3 separate regions of the Mus musculus genome follow, and all the other regions are linked to region 1. A link is a contact called in public HiChIP or PLAC-seq data. All regions are on one chromosome and are shown on one strand. The core of a region is the stretch at or near the end of the contact, and the rest is flanking DNA. Distances in the headings are between cores, read along the strand shown.

Region 1 (4,378 bases), core at 656-3,155:
AGGCTCCCTTGGTTTCTCTCAGTAACCAAACCGTACACATATTTCTTGAGCCACAGTAAATGGACGTCCTAGCCTGAGGTCCCCTTGATCATGAGTCAGTTCTTGCTTTCATGAGAAGCCAGTGGGTTGGGTAGTTCAGAAGGTGTATGGAGGTGGAGATGCCGTGGAGCAAAATGGCGGATGCGGAGGGATTCACATTTATTCTCCCCTTTCCTTGGTGCTGTTTGTGGTGTCTCATCAGAGATGTGTGAACTCCCAGAACGAGTACTTTCTTAATGCTCTGTCTTCTGCAGTTCCTGCTGAGGTCCAGATTACTGACTCAAAACAGGAGACCTTCCTCCCTGCCTGTGACTGTCACAGGAGTTTTGTTTTGTGGCTTCCCAAAGGGGCAGCAGCTTAGCTGATCTGTGACCTCCCTTTTTACCATAATTCCTCATATCAACGCGAATGTCAAAATTATCTTTTATTACTTAAGTAGTAACATATCGTTAATCAGAAAACCCATGTTACCAATGACTTCACTTATGATTTAATGCAGTGCTTTTTACATGATTAAAAAATAGCCGGGCGTGGTGGTGGCGGACGCCTTTAATCCCAGCACTTGGGAGGCAGAGGCAGGCGGATTTCTGAGTTCGAGGCCAGCCTGGTCTACAGAGTGAGTTCCAGGACAGCCAGGAAAATACAGAGAAATCCTGTCTCGAAAAACACCCCCACCCCCAAATGCCGGTCACAAAGTTAAGTGGTTCTTTAAGAACAAAAAACGTTAGTTGGAACTCTGCGTGACTGACGCGGATACAGTAGGGAGTAAACAGAAAGTTCTTTCTGAGAAGAGAGCTGGCATAGCACTCTAGATTCAGAAAATGCTATTTTGTCATCGTGACTAAAAGCTTGATGACTTGTGTTTCCTCTGGGGTGCAGTTTATTAAGTATCAAATGGAAATTTCCAGCCTGTATGTATGGATCTGAAAGCTATAGGCACGAACCGCTTTCTCTTGGTTCTCGGCAGAGCCCTGCTGGCCTTTCAAAGGGAAGTTAGTTGTTTATATTTAGCTCTGGAAATTAAGCAATTAGCAGGGATAGGAGAATATAGACAATGTCACACCATTGTCGTTTTCTCACTTGCTCGAAGTTTGTTCATCTCAGGCAAGGTAAATGAGTCCAAGTAATTGAAGTTGGAAAGGATGTGGAGTGTGGGAGAGGATTGCTTTTCATTTTTCTTTTTCTAGTTTGTTCAGGTCTGTGAAGTTCTGAAAGACTGATTTGTAACAAAGCTCAGTCACAGAAGCGGACAGTGCTTTTTAATGCTTAATAAATAATTGGCCGCTGTGACAGCATGGCCTGATAAAGCCGGAACGGAATCCCTCTAGAATGGAAAGTGAAGTAGTTGGGTCAGGCCTGGTGGTACAGGTTCTGTACTCTCAGCTAACTGGGAAGCTGAGGCTGGAAGATTGTTCCAGGCCTGGGTGGTTTGTAGAGTGAACTGAAGGTCAGGTTGTATAACTTAGTGACTCTCTGTCTTGTATTGAAATGTTAAAGTATCAAAGCTTTGTGTATTGTGCCAGGTGAACATTTGCCTAACATATGTAAGGCCCTAAGGGCAATTCCCTGCAGTTGCTGGAAGGTGTTGGTTTTCAGGGTGGGTGCCTCCTTCTCCCTGCTCTTCCTCCTTCTCTTCTCCCTCTTCTTCCTCCTTCTCTTCCTCCTCCTCCTAATACATATTTGTGCATGTTTATTATAGAATTGGTAGACAGTTTCTGTGTATAGACACCATGACCTTGACAACTCTTATTAAAAAAACAAAACAAGACAAAACATTTAATTGCGCTGGCTTACAGTATAGAGGTTCAGTCCCTTACCATCATGGTGGGAAGCATGGCAGAGTGCAGGCAGACATGGAGCTGAGGGTTCTATATCTGGATCCTCAAACAGCAGTTGGAGACTGTGTCACACCAGCCACATTTGACCTTATGCTACCTCAAAGCCTGCCCTCACAGTGACACACTTTCTCCAACAAGGCCACACCTCCTCCAAGGAGGCCACAGCTCCTAATACTGTCACTTCCTATGGGCCAAGCACTTATATACATTTGTGTATGGGCTCCATACCTGTTCAACACCACATTCACAAAAGTGACCATCTCTTTTGAGACAGGATCTTTTATTGGCCTGACCTCACCAAGCTGTCCAGACTGGGGTGGATTCTCCCTGTTTAGACTTCCCTAGCTCTGGGATTACAAAGACAGTGCACACACACCACCATACCCAACAAACATTTTTCTGTGGTTTCTGAGAATCAAGCTCAAGTCAAGCACTTTATCCAGTGAGCCACCTTCTCAGGCCATATTTATGGTGTCTGTATTTTTTCCTACTGTAAAAGGACTAGGAAAACAAAAACTGTTGACATAGAAAACCACAGCACAATAAAAATTAACAGGAAAGCAACAACCCTAGACTCCATGGGAAAGCGTCTAATGAAACACGGACAGAGACGCCTAATGAATAGGATTGTAAACGTTCTATGTGTTTTTAAGATAGTGTTAATATATATTTTTATATGTTTTATCTATCATCTATCCATTTATATATCTTCTATTTATCTATCTATCTAATTTATATATCATCTATCTACATATCTTTCATCTATCTATCTATCTATCTATCTATCTATCTATCTATCTATCTATCTTCCTACCTATCATCTGTCTGGGAAAGAAAATTGTCACCAGTTCTATGTAACATCTGGAGAAACAAGCTCTTTTAACTCCACAGTGAAGGCACAGAGTAGGCGATGCTTGGCCAGTACATGATTTAACTGGCACTGTTGACAGGTTTTCTGATTCCAGATTCAGTGTCTCTCTGCATTTCATTTCAGGTGGTCACAGTGGTTATCCTGAGCTACAAAGAACCATGCGGTTGAGGGGTAAAGAAAGAGAAAGTAGCTTAAGTCATTGCTATACTTTCTTTTAGTTATCATTCGTTGTATTTTCACTGTACTAGGAAGGAAATCCCCTGTGTAGATGTTTCATCACCCGTAGTCTTGGGCATGCCTAGGTACTTGTTCTCATCTTGAAGTTGAAAAAACAATGAGCAACTGGGCTGTGGTGGCGCACGCCTTTAATCCCAGTACTCGGGAGGCAGAGGCAGGTGGATTTCTGAGTTTGAGGCCAGCCTGGTCTACAAAGTGAGTTCCAGGACAGCCAGGGCTACACAGAGAAACCCTGTCTCGAAAAACCAAAAAAAAAAAAAAAAGAAAAAAAAAAAAAGAAAAACAATGAGCTACATTATTTTTGAAACTATTTTGGCTATATGAACGTTTTTGTTTCCAGTTTCTATAGGCTTTTTTTTTCCCCCCTAATGGATTCATTTCTCAGCTTTGTACAAAGGATGGATTGGCTCATTTTAATGCAAATTGATATAGTTGGTTCTGGGTTTTGATTCATAATTTAGCTTGGTTTGAGTCTCAATACCACAAGTATTGAATTATGTATTCCCCAAGCCTAATTCTCCATACCCAAATGTAGTTTTTTATCATCATATTTAAGACACATAATAGCGCCTTTAGAAGATAAGTGGGAAGGAGCCAGCTGTGGAGCACCTTGTTTTAGTGAAGCATCTTCTCTGTTTTGAAAGTCATGTATTCAGTGGTTCTCATGCACCACATATATGTTCAGCGTGCAGGGATGTGCCAGCTTTGTCAGTCCCAGAAGTTCATTTAAGTTGTTCTAAAGACATTTAAAATATTTTCTTCTTATGTTTTTTATTTGTTTGTTTTAAAACTTTAAAGCTTTGTTTTTATTATTTTTGAAGTGTGTATCTCTCTCTCTCTCTCTCTCTCTCTCTCTCTCTCTCTCTCTGTCTCTGTGTGTGTGTGTGTGTCCGTGTGTGTGTGTGTGTGTGTCCGTGTCTGTGTCTGTAGTGATGTGTACATGAGTATAGCCAGAGAGGCTTGGATCCTCTGGAGCTGGAGTTACAGGCAGTTGTGAGTTGCTTAACATAGGTGCTGGCATCCAGCTGTACTACTCGGAAAGGCAATTAGGTGACCCTAATCCTCTGAGCTAGCTATCTTTCCAGCCCTGTTTGTTTTTTGAGGCTGTCTCTGCATATGTAGCCCATGATGACCTCAAACTAAGCATCCACCTGCCTCAGCTTCCAGGGTACTAGGATTACAGTCTCATACCACCACAGCCATTTATTTTAATAATTAATAATAGTAGTAATGGTATGAACTTTTGAAGAATTGTTGTGAGTCAAAGTGTTCATACTAGTCTAGAATAAGACTATGTGTATTCACATAATTTTGGCCTGGTCATTTACTACGTTGACATCACCTTGACAAACCATTGACAGGATCTATAGCTCAGCTGTCTTTCCAGAAAATG
Region 2 (4,378 bases), core at 1,549-4,048, 860 kb after region 1:
ACTTTAAAGTGACATCTGTAGGATGCATGATGGCACCTGGAAATTTTATTTAAAAGATAGAAAATAATTTCCCATAGTTCTGGAATCTGAAGAATAAAACTTTAAGATGTGAGTGCTCCCAACATATTCTTAATATTTGGATGCCTTTAGCCATGTCCTCTACCAGCCTATGGTAAATGGGCAAGAAAGACCTAACAAACATCAGTGACTTAGGGTACTAACTCTCCATGAAGGGCAGAATCTTCATGACATAGCCAAACCAAAGACCACACTTCTTACCATCATCAGTTTGAAGTAAAGACTCAATAGATAAATGTACTCGAAGTCGAGGAGGTCAAACCACAGCAAGCCTGGATGCTACACATTTCTTTCATTTGCTTGGTTCTTGAGTTTCAAAGACTGTTTATATCACAATACCATGTCTGTCTGGTTTCTCATGCCAGCAAACCAAGGGAAGTACTACAGTAGAGGTACTAAATTCTCCTTTTAAAACATTCACTGGGAAATAAATTGGTACAAGCAATAATGCCTTGGGCCCACAGAGCATTTTACAGCTTGTTAAATCCTCTCACAGACATTGACACACTTAAAACCCACTTAGAAATAATGAAAAAGGCAAAATATTGACTTTTCACTTTGCAGCTTGAGTAGAATGCTTTATGTCTTCAAAACTATCGTGGTAGGTATCCATCTCCCTATGTGTAACTGCATATAAAGCTAAGGCAAGTGCAAAGCACCTCTGTGGGAATTTAGGAAATGATGGTTCCTTCTCTAAATTTCAAAAATGCAATCTAAGTATGCTGTGAAGTATAGCTACATTGTTGCCTAGATTCTAAAATTCCTAATGAATATTTCACACCACAGGCCTTGCAATAGAGTTGGAGAAGCAACTTGTATACCATCATTCTCTCACTTATTATTTAAAAAAAATCACTCCCCACCCCTACAGATTATAGCTTAAAATATTAACTAATATTATCTATTTTAAAAAATTTCTGTGAGTCAGGATTTTCTACATGTCTTGGATAGACAGTTCTGGCTCAAAACTTCTCTGGTGGGTGTTCATCCTATCTTGATTAATTGGAAGGTCCATCATGGGAAGCTCATTCACACAGCTGCAAGTTGTACCACTAAATTTAGGAACTGAAGGATCAAAAGTTTGTGACCGTGGAAAGAGATCAAGACACAGAGCAACAACTTTCCTAGAAAACAGAACAAAGAGAGGTACCTGGCTGGGCTGTGCTTGATCGCTGTGGAGAACATCTCTAAACATTGCAATAGCAGGTTTGAGATTGAACAGAGGCCAAACTGGGAATCAAAATCTCATACACATCAACAGCAAAGCAGATGGCTCGCTATCTTGATGAAGTGCCCACTGTAAAATTAGATGTGGGTAAGGAGTCATTCTATTGGGATGGCTAAAGAGTCATTGCAGCTATTTACGTGGTGAGTGGTAGTGAAGAAAATAGGGGTATTTAAGATGTTTTGGAAGAAGAATATACAATAGACAGTACCTGAGCTGAGCCCAAATTGGATTTCTGACATGTAGATAATAGGACTACTAAAGGCTAAAGGCAAGCTACATTTAATATGTCTTTGTGCTCAGTACCAGAGGGAAGACAGGAAAGTATGATTGAAGACACTAAGTATGATGGAGAAGTGAAAAAGCAAGATTTGTTAAAACTCGATTTTTATTTGCAGCACCAATTCCTGTCTGTGTCACACATCTCTTGTCACACTGTTCATTTCAGAAAATTATGTCAAGCCATAAAGCGTAATTCTTTTTGCAAACAGTACATTTCACACACTTGGCTACTCCTCTGTAATGATGCCATGATTCAAACTCTATCAACAGATGAGAATCTAGAAAGCAAGACATAAGAGGTAGGGGAAGCTTGTTTAATTGGGGGCATGCAGATTCCTTACTCTGTGACATGAACTAATGGGAGTCTTTCTTTATGAAAAAGTATGTGATTAAATAATAAAGATGACTTCAGTAATTATCACTGTGGTAGTCTGAGTGTGCTTGTCCCATGGGAAGTGGCAATATTAGGACGTATGGTCTTGTGGGAGTGGGTATGGCCTTGTAGGAGAAAGTATATCACTGTGGGGTTGAGCTGTGAAGTTCTAACCAGTGTGGAAGAGACAGATGTACACGATGCAGAACTCAGTTCCTTCTCTAGCACCATGTCTGCCTGCAAGCTTCTATGCTTCCTGCATTGATGATAGTGGACTAAGCTTCTGAATCTGTAAGCCAGCCCCAGTTAAATATTTGCCTCTTTAAGAGTTGCCTTGGTCATGGTGTCTCTTCATAGCAACTAAGACAGAAGTTAGTACCAGGCATTGTCTTATTGCTGTGATAGATCTGACCATGTTGTTTGGGGGAATGTGAATTTGGGGACTTTTGATTTGGGGAGGAGTGAAATGCTTTAAGTGGGGTTTAATGGACCATTCTAGTAGGAATATGAAGGACATTGATACTGAAGTCTTTAGAAGTTTCAGAGGAGAAGAATTTTAGTATGTGACCTAGAGACTGTTTTTGTGATGTTTTCATGAAGAATGTGGCTGTTTTTAATCCATTGTCTGAAAAGTTGGCCTGAGGTTAAGGTGAAGGGAGTGACCTTACATTGACAAAGGCAGTATCAAAACAACCCAGTTTAGACTATGTGGTGTGGTTTATGCTCATAAAGAGCATTCTGATTAAGTGTAGCAAGTTTAGAAAAGAGAAACACAAACTGTATGGTTCAAAGTGTAAAGGGGCAGCAGGAGGGAGAATGGAGCTGAATCCTTTGTTCAAGGAGACAAACAGATTAAGGGAGTGGTGACTTCAGGGTAAGATCCCACCCAGCCAAGCATATTCCAACCATCACATTCTTTGGATTCCAAGGCCAAGCAAAATTGCTGTTGCAACTTGTTCTCTTTACCAGGTAATGACCTTGCTTCATGAATGTAGAAAATGTCAGGTCTTCTTATAATGATAATAGATATTTCTCAATATGTTCATTTTCAAAAAAAAAAAAAGTAAATCCCACAAGATTTCCATGGCATCGCTCCCAGCAAAATGACTTGATGGATTTAAAGATGCAAACAACCATCAGCAAGACATATTTGCTAAATATCTCATTACACAAAGAGCTGAGCCATAATTACTTGGAACAGCTCAGATGCACACACAGGCAAACAGGATAAGTTTTACAATATCAGTGCAGGTGGTAAATGTGATGGAGACCATCAGCAGAAATCAATTAAGCCTGGAAATGTACAGCAATGGGATAAAAGGATGCTCAAAATGCCTTCGAAGGTGGAATACTGCACTGCCTAGGATTTTAAAATCATTTTGTTACAAAAGTTCAATCATAAACAAACATACAACAAAGCCTAGTGCACTACAACCATCTACAGAAATCACGGATATGTGTATGCCAGACATTATATACACAATTAGGGAAACAACAAAACAACAACAACAACAAACCTACCCAGGGGCAAGCTGGTATTTAAGCTAATCGGTGTGCATTTCAGGGTCTTGGCTCTTTCTCCAAGCTCAGGATGTTACAGCCTTTAAACAAAACCTGACCTAATATAACAGATTTTAGTCTCTCTTCAAAAATGCTAGTACACAGAAATTAATTGGATTCTACACAGAAGAGGAAGCATCATGGAAAATGAAAACATAATTAGATGTCAGGCACATGTAATACACATTTGTATGAATACATGGGTCTGATAAATTATAGACATCATATAGAAGCTTCTCAAATCAGATGTAAATATGAATATGAGGGAAGAAAGAGCAGGAGTTCTGTAGTGTGTCAACTGAATCTTTGCATTAATATGGCTTTGCCTGCTCTTTGTCGCCTTCTATGTTCATCCTTAACACCTGACTATGGTTTGGACTTGTGAATTAGGTTATAGTCTTTGAGGGATGCAAATCAGGTCTGATATCTGTTTGACCTCCTCATGGAATCTAGAACTGCACTCAGGACATCATCAAAACTAGGAATATATTTGATGAGAGGTGCACTGTGTTGCCTAAGATTCAGACGGTTCCCATTTCTCATCCATGCCATGGCTTCTATCACCAGAGAGAAATGTATAACTTCTGTCATAACTGTCATGCTTAGCAAATGAGCAGCCTGTTGTGCTTGTCGCACTTACAGGGTTCGGGAAATATGTTTTCAAAATAGGCCTGAAATGATAGGTTTTGCTTGTAACTGTTGCCACGGCAACAGAAGAAAGGGGAGACAACTCAGCTAGCTGGCTACTATCTTTGTATGTTTCTGTTTTGCTTTGAGTCCTTCCTTAGTGTTCTACCATTTGCTTCCATGGAAGTCAAGGAGGATTCTATGGCAATTTAGATATCCTAAGAAGTAACCAG
Region 3 (4,378 bases), core at 495-2,994, 810 kb after region 1:
TAATTTTTTGTGTAGACTGTCCTTTTAAATTTTGAATACAAAATAAATAAATAAATACAGTACAATTTCTATTTAATATGTATTGAAATGTAATTTATGTTATGATCTTAAACTGGGAAGTCAAGAGCATCTAAATTGGTTGGTTTTAGTAGCATATAAGTTCATTTTAGAAAGTAGTGAAAGTCAAGTCTGTAGAATATCAGTCCCTTGAGGAGATCTGATAAATCAAATCTAACTCTGCAGATAAGAAAAATGAAAGCTGAGAAGATGTATCTTATCCAATTCTTCACAGCTAGACATCAGAGCCAGAGTTGTAACCAAGATCACCAGATAACCACATGCCTCTGCCCCACACAGATTGAGGTCTTATCCCTGTAACTTATCTAGCAGAGGCCTAGTCTTCAATTCTCATGGGGGAGGAAACATTGATCCATTAGTATATAAAATTGTGAAATTATAAATTATTATGATGGGGTGGGTTCTTTATCACCTGTTTCTATGAATTTCCTAAGTATCTTTTTAGTTCTAAGGGAAGTATTGAACTTGGAGCTTGATATTACAAGGTCTGATGAATGATATGGCCTCCATTGATGGTCAGGGAGGCACTGAATTAAGAAAATTCTGGACTCTGTTAGTCCATGTGGAAGGTAGAGTCAGGAAAAACTTAGAGAAGGTAACATTTGTGTTCCTTACTTGTCATCAGGTGAGAGATGTGAAGAGAGCATTCCAAGAAATTGATGCAAAGAATGCTAAGGCAGGGAATCCCAGTGCTTCCTGCTGTGTTCAGAAAGCAATCAATAATTTACTTTAGCTGTCCAGACAGGTGTCCTAGTGACAAGACACAAAGTGACCAGGCTACAAATCTTCATGAGGACTTGATTCAGAAAAATGTCAACAGAACTTTCAGTTAAATGTGGCAGATGTAGCACATGCATTTGTCTTTGCTTCCTCCAGATATCTCCCAAAAATTAAGATGAAAGGATCTTCTTTGTATACAACATAATAACCATTCCATGACACCATACAACTTCTATGAAATGTGCTTTTATTATTTAAACATTAATTAGTGTCTTCCCTGCTTTAAATCTATGTGTTGACTATCATTTTTATATAAATATGTTTTTATAGATGAGCTGGAGAATTTATATGGCCCATAGGTATCTAAGCACCAAGTGATGAATGAATGTTGTGGGGTAGTGGCTTATTGAGAATTAGTGGTAACTATCTCTTATTAGTGGTAACTGTTTCTTATTAGTGGTAAATATCTATCTCTTATTAGTGGTAACTATCTCTTATTGGTGGTAACTATCTCTTATTAGTGGCAACTATCTCTTATTTGTGGTAACCATCTCTTATTAGTAGTAACTATCTCTTATTAGTAGTAACTATCTCTTATTACTGGTAACTATTGCTGCAGACCCCCTTGGTCCCTTGTCTGCATAGAACGGGTCTCTGGTTGCAGATGGACAAGGAGTCAGCGAATAAATGACAGTCAGACACAACACAGGAGATTGTGTAGAAGCTGAATGTAATTTTTAGAGTCGAGCATCTAACTTTTTATACAGAAGAATAACAAGAAACCAGGAGAGATACATGCACCGAGTTACAGTGACACAATACATAAGGAATGTATACATCAAAAGAAGGCGGGACCAGGCCGCTGCCACTAAGAAGAAAGCCAGGTGTAATGCTAGTCTATTGTTAAGCGCACCACCAGGGGTTCTTAGTAAATGCCTGATTTATGCTGTTTCTTTGGGCCTAGTGAAGAAACCTGTCTCAGGGGGTTTCCCTAACTCTTTCATGCTAAACCCATCTATTCACTAGGCCATTGTGAATTCCCTTGTCTGGGTAAGGCTGGTTATTGTCTCAAGTAAACACTCTGCAGACCAGCCCTGAGCTATTCCGGCTCCATTCTTTGTAATGCCTAATTAGTTTCACTGTCTCTACAAGAAGTAAATTTGAATGTTACTGAATAGATAACCTTCTTACTGAATTCCTACTAAATTCCAAGTTTGTCAGCTTCAAGGATTTTCTGGGACATTGGAACACTGGCAAAGGCTTAGCTATGTCAGAAATTGATCTTTAAAGACACTTATAATAAAATAATACTGAAAGAGAGCACGGGAATCCATACACCAGACTAACACGGGGATAGGGTATGAGTATACAGGTTATGAGAACGCCAAGGTTCCAGGAGGTGTGTTGCGCGTGCCCAACTGGCCAGGAAGAATGACGCTGCAACAGGATCCTTCTGCACATGTTTATTCAGTCCTGTTTCTTCTTGTTTATATCTCCCTTGTTTATATCTTCCTTGTTTATATCTCCCCCGAACCCTGGGCCTCTCACTCTTAAATACTCTCAGTTCTCATCCACGCACAGCAGGCCACGCCACCTCACCAGGCACGCAGCTTCAGCTAATCAGGGCAGCAGGGGCATATCTCCACCAAAATGGATTCGCTAGTATCCTGGTACACCTGCGCAGCTCTCGTGATGGTTGTGGCTTATATTCAGGTGAGGAAGTCAGGTGCAAGTCATAAGACTTAGCTGCAGTCCCTGGTGCCTTTGGGACTGCCGCCACACCTGCTCCTCACAGAGGTGAGTTTCTCTGAAACTCTTTGCCTCGTGAGTGCTTCCAGGCTTCTTGGCCTGTCAAGCAAACTTCACTGGAGCGTGCGTAGCAAACTATATCTTACTAGTGGCAACTATGTCTTATTTGTGGTAACCATCTATTATTCCTGCTTAGTATTTGAGTTTTTCTCTCTTCTGTCTCCCTTTCTAAAGTTTGCGAGAAATGTATCAGTAACACGCAAGATCACCCAAGTACACTGAGCACATGTGATAGATAGCGGTCTTCAGGAAATCCATGCAAAGAATAGTCTATATTATTAGTTTACTTTTTAAAACCCAAGAGATTTACTTATAGAGATCTGTCAAAAAATATCCAACCCTTTGAGGTTGATGATCCTCATTGTTGATGCAGAAGGCCAATGTCTGCCTCACTCCAGGAGACAGAAACCCCAGACAGTCAGGAAGTCCTCTCAGTCAGAAAGTCCTCTCAGTCAGGAAGTCCTCTCAGTCAGGAAGTTTTTAAGTGGGTCTCACAGAAGTCTTAGCACCAGTGCTTTGGTAAAATGAATGAACAGGCTTCCATTAGTTATCCTCAGACTGCACACTTGACATAGCATATGCACATGCATGAGTGTGTCAGACCACACATGTCGTAGCATATATGTATGAGTGCGTCAGACCAAATACATGTCACAGAATATATGCATGAATATGAGTGTCTCTCTCACACACACACACACACACACACACACACACACACACACCTACTAGTCAATCAATCAATAAATAAAATACATTTTTAAAAAAAAATCTAGCCTCATACATGAATATATTGAAAGGTTAAGAGTCTTGTAGTAAGTGTCTTCCCTTCCAGCAAACAGCTTTGGTAATCCTCATCTCTCAGCATGGGAACTCTTCATTGGCTCCCTAATGGGGCTGGGTAGAGGAACAAGAAAAACCACAGGGACATGAGAAGTGAAAGAATGTCCCCATCCAGGAGTTTGATTAGAACCTTCTTCAAGCTTCGACATAGTAATTCTAGCACAGGTAACAACTGCTTAACACATTTCTCCCCTCACAGCTAGAAATCCAGACCTCTAGGAACCTCACAAAAAATGCTTTGTAAACCTACTGATTTTACCATATTAGGTTATCCTTTCACCCAAAGCATCTCCAGAACCATTCTATGATCTCATTTATAAAAAAAAAAAAAAAAAGGTAAACATGGGGACGGGGCGGGGGGGTCCTCTTAGCAACACTTTAGATGTAAGTGGAGCACCTCGGGAATGGCACACACTGCTAAACTTATACCAGATAATTCCTACTTTCCCTTGAGGACCTCAGATCCTCACTTGGGTGTAACCTCCTTCAGCCTAGACAGGCTGGTTTAGACCTTCTGCCACTGAGGCAGAGCCACCAGCTGTGCTGATTCTCATCCCTCTCCTTTGTTGTGCCACTGCCTGCTACCTGCCTGAGGCCAAACCTGTTCTCCAAGATTTTCTGGAGTTAACACCTAACTGTGAATTCCTGCTAAAAGGCAATTCTGACAACTTCACAAGAAACTTGGTGTGCCTGGGAATGGGCCTCCCCTCTCCTTTATAAAGCGTGTCTGCCACCATTAAAGTTGAGACTTGATGAGAATCCTGTCCTGGTTCCATTTCTCCCTCTTCCACCTAGATTCCTTTTCTTTCAGCTCCAAGATGCCTCCCAGGCTTGAACCCGGACATTATAGCTGCAGGCAGGCCCCAACACTTGGGTATTTCATATCTTCTGTTTCTCTCAACCCCTGTACATATTTATGTTAAAAACA

Evidence for each region. HiChIP or PLAC-seq counts read pairs in DNA pulled down with a chosen protein or histone mark.
Region 2: an H3K27ac HiChIP or PLAC-seq map of embryonic stem cells shows a contact between it and region 1, with 5 times the contacts expected there. The contact joins two enhancer-like sites. A contact is called at or near these places in 2 of 484 Hi-C or Micro-C datasets (the N1E-115 cell line and adipose-derived mesenchymal stem cells), 5 of 115 datasets of contacts at active chromatin or transcription factors (embryonic stem cells and neural progenitor cells) and 1 of 9 other capture datasets (embryonic stem cells).
Region 3: an H3K27ac HiChIP or PLAC-seq map of embryonic stem cells shows a contact between it and region 1, with 8 times the contacts expected there. The contact joins two enhancer-like sites. A contact is called at or near these places in 2 of 484 Hi-C or Micro-C datasets (both in embryonic stem cells) and 5 of 115 datasets of contacts at active chromatin or transcription factors (SST interneurons and embryonic stem cells).

Annotation. Positions count from the first base shown.
Region 1 is chr10:12,606,023-12,610,400 of GRCm38.p6, reverse strand. All of the region lies in intron 50 of Utrn (utrophin), which reads left to right. Among named protein-coding and RNA genes, the nearest start is that of Gm25139, 240 kb to the right of the region's middle. Within about 2 kb of position 1,905, at least 22 of the 459 cell types and tissues checked have an H3K27ac peak or open chromatin away from gene starts, as enhancers often do. A contact at or near this core is called in embryonic stem cells, where this site is marked.
Region 2 is chr10:11,745,586-11,749,963 of GRCm38.p6, reverse strand. No RefSeq gene overlaps it. Among named protein-coding and RNA genes, the nearest start is that of Gm22546, 100 kb to the right of the region's middle. Within about 2 kb of position 2,798, at least 6 of the 459 cell types and tissues checked have an H3K27ac peak or open chromatin away from gene starts, as enhancers often do. A contact at or near this core is called in embryonic stem cells, where this site is marked.
Region 3 is chr10:11,799,332-11,803,709 of GRCm38.p6, reverse strand. No RefSeq gene overlaps it. Among named protein-coding and RNA genes, the nearest start is that of Gm22546, 150 kb to the right of the region's middle. Within about 2 kb of position 1,744, at least 9 of the 459 cell types and tissues checked have an H3K27ac peak or open chromatin away from gene starts, as enhancers often do. A contact at or near this core is called in embryonic stem cells, where this site is marked.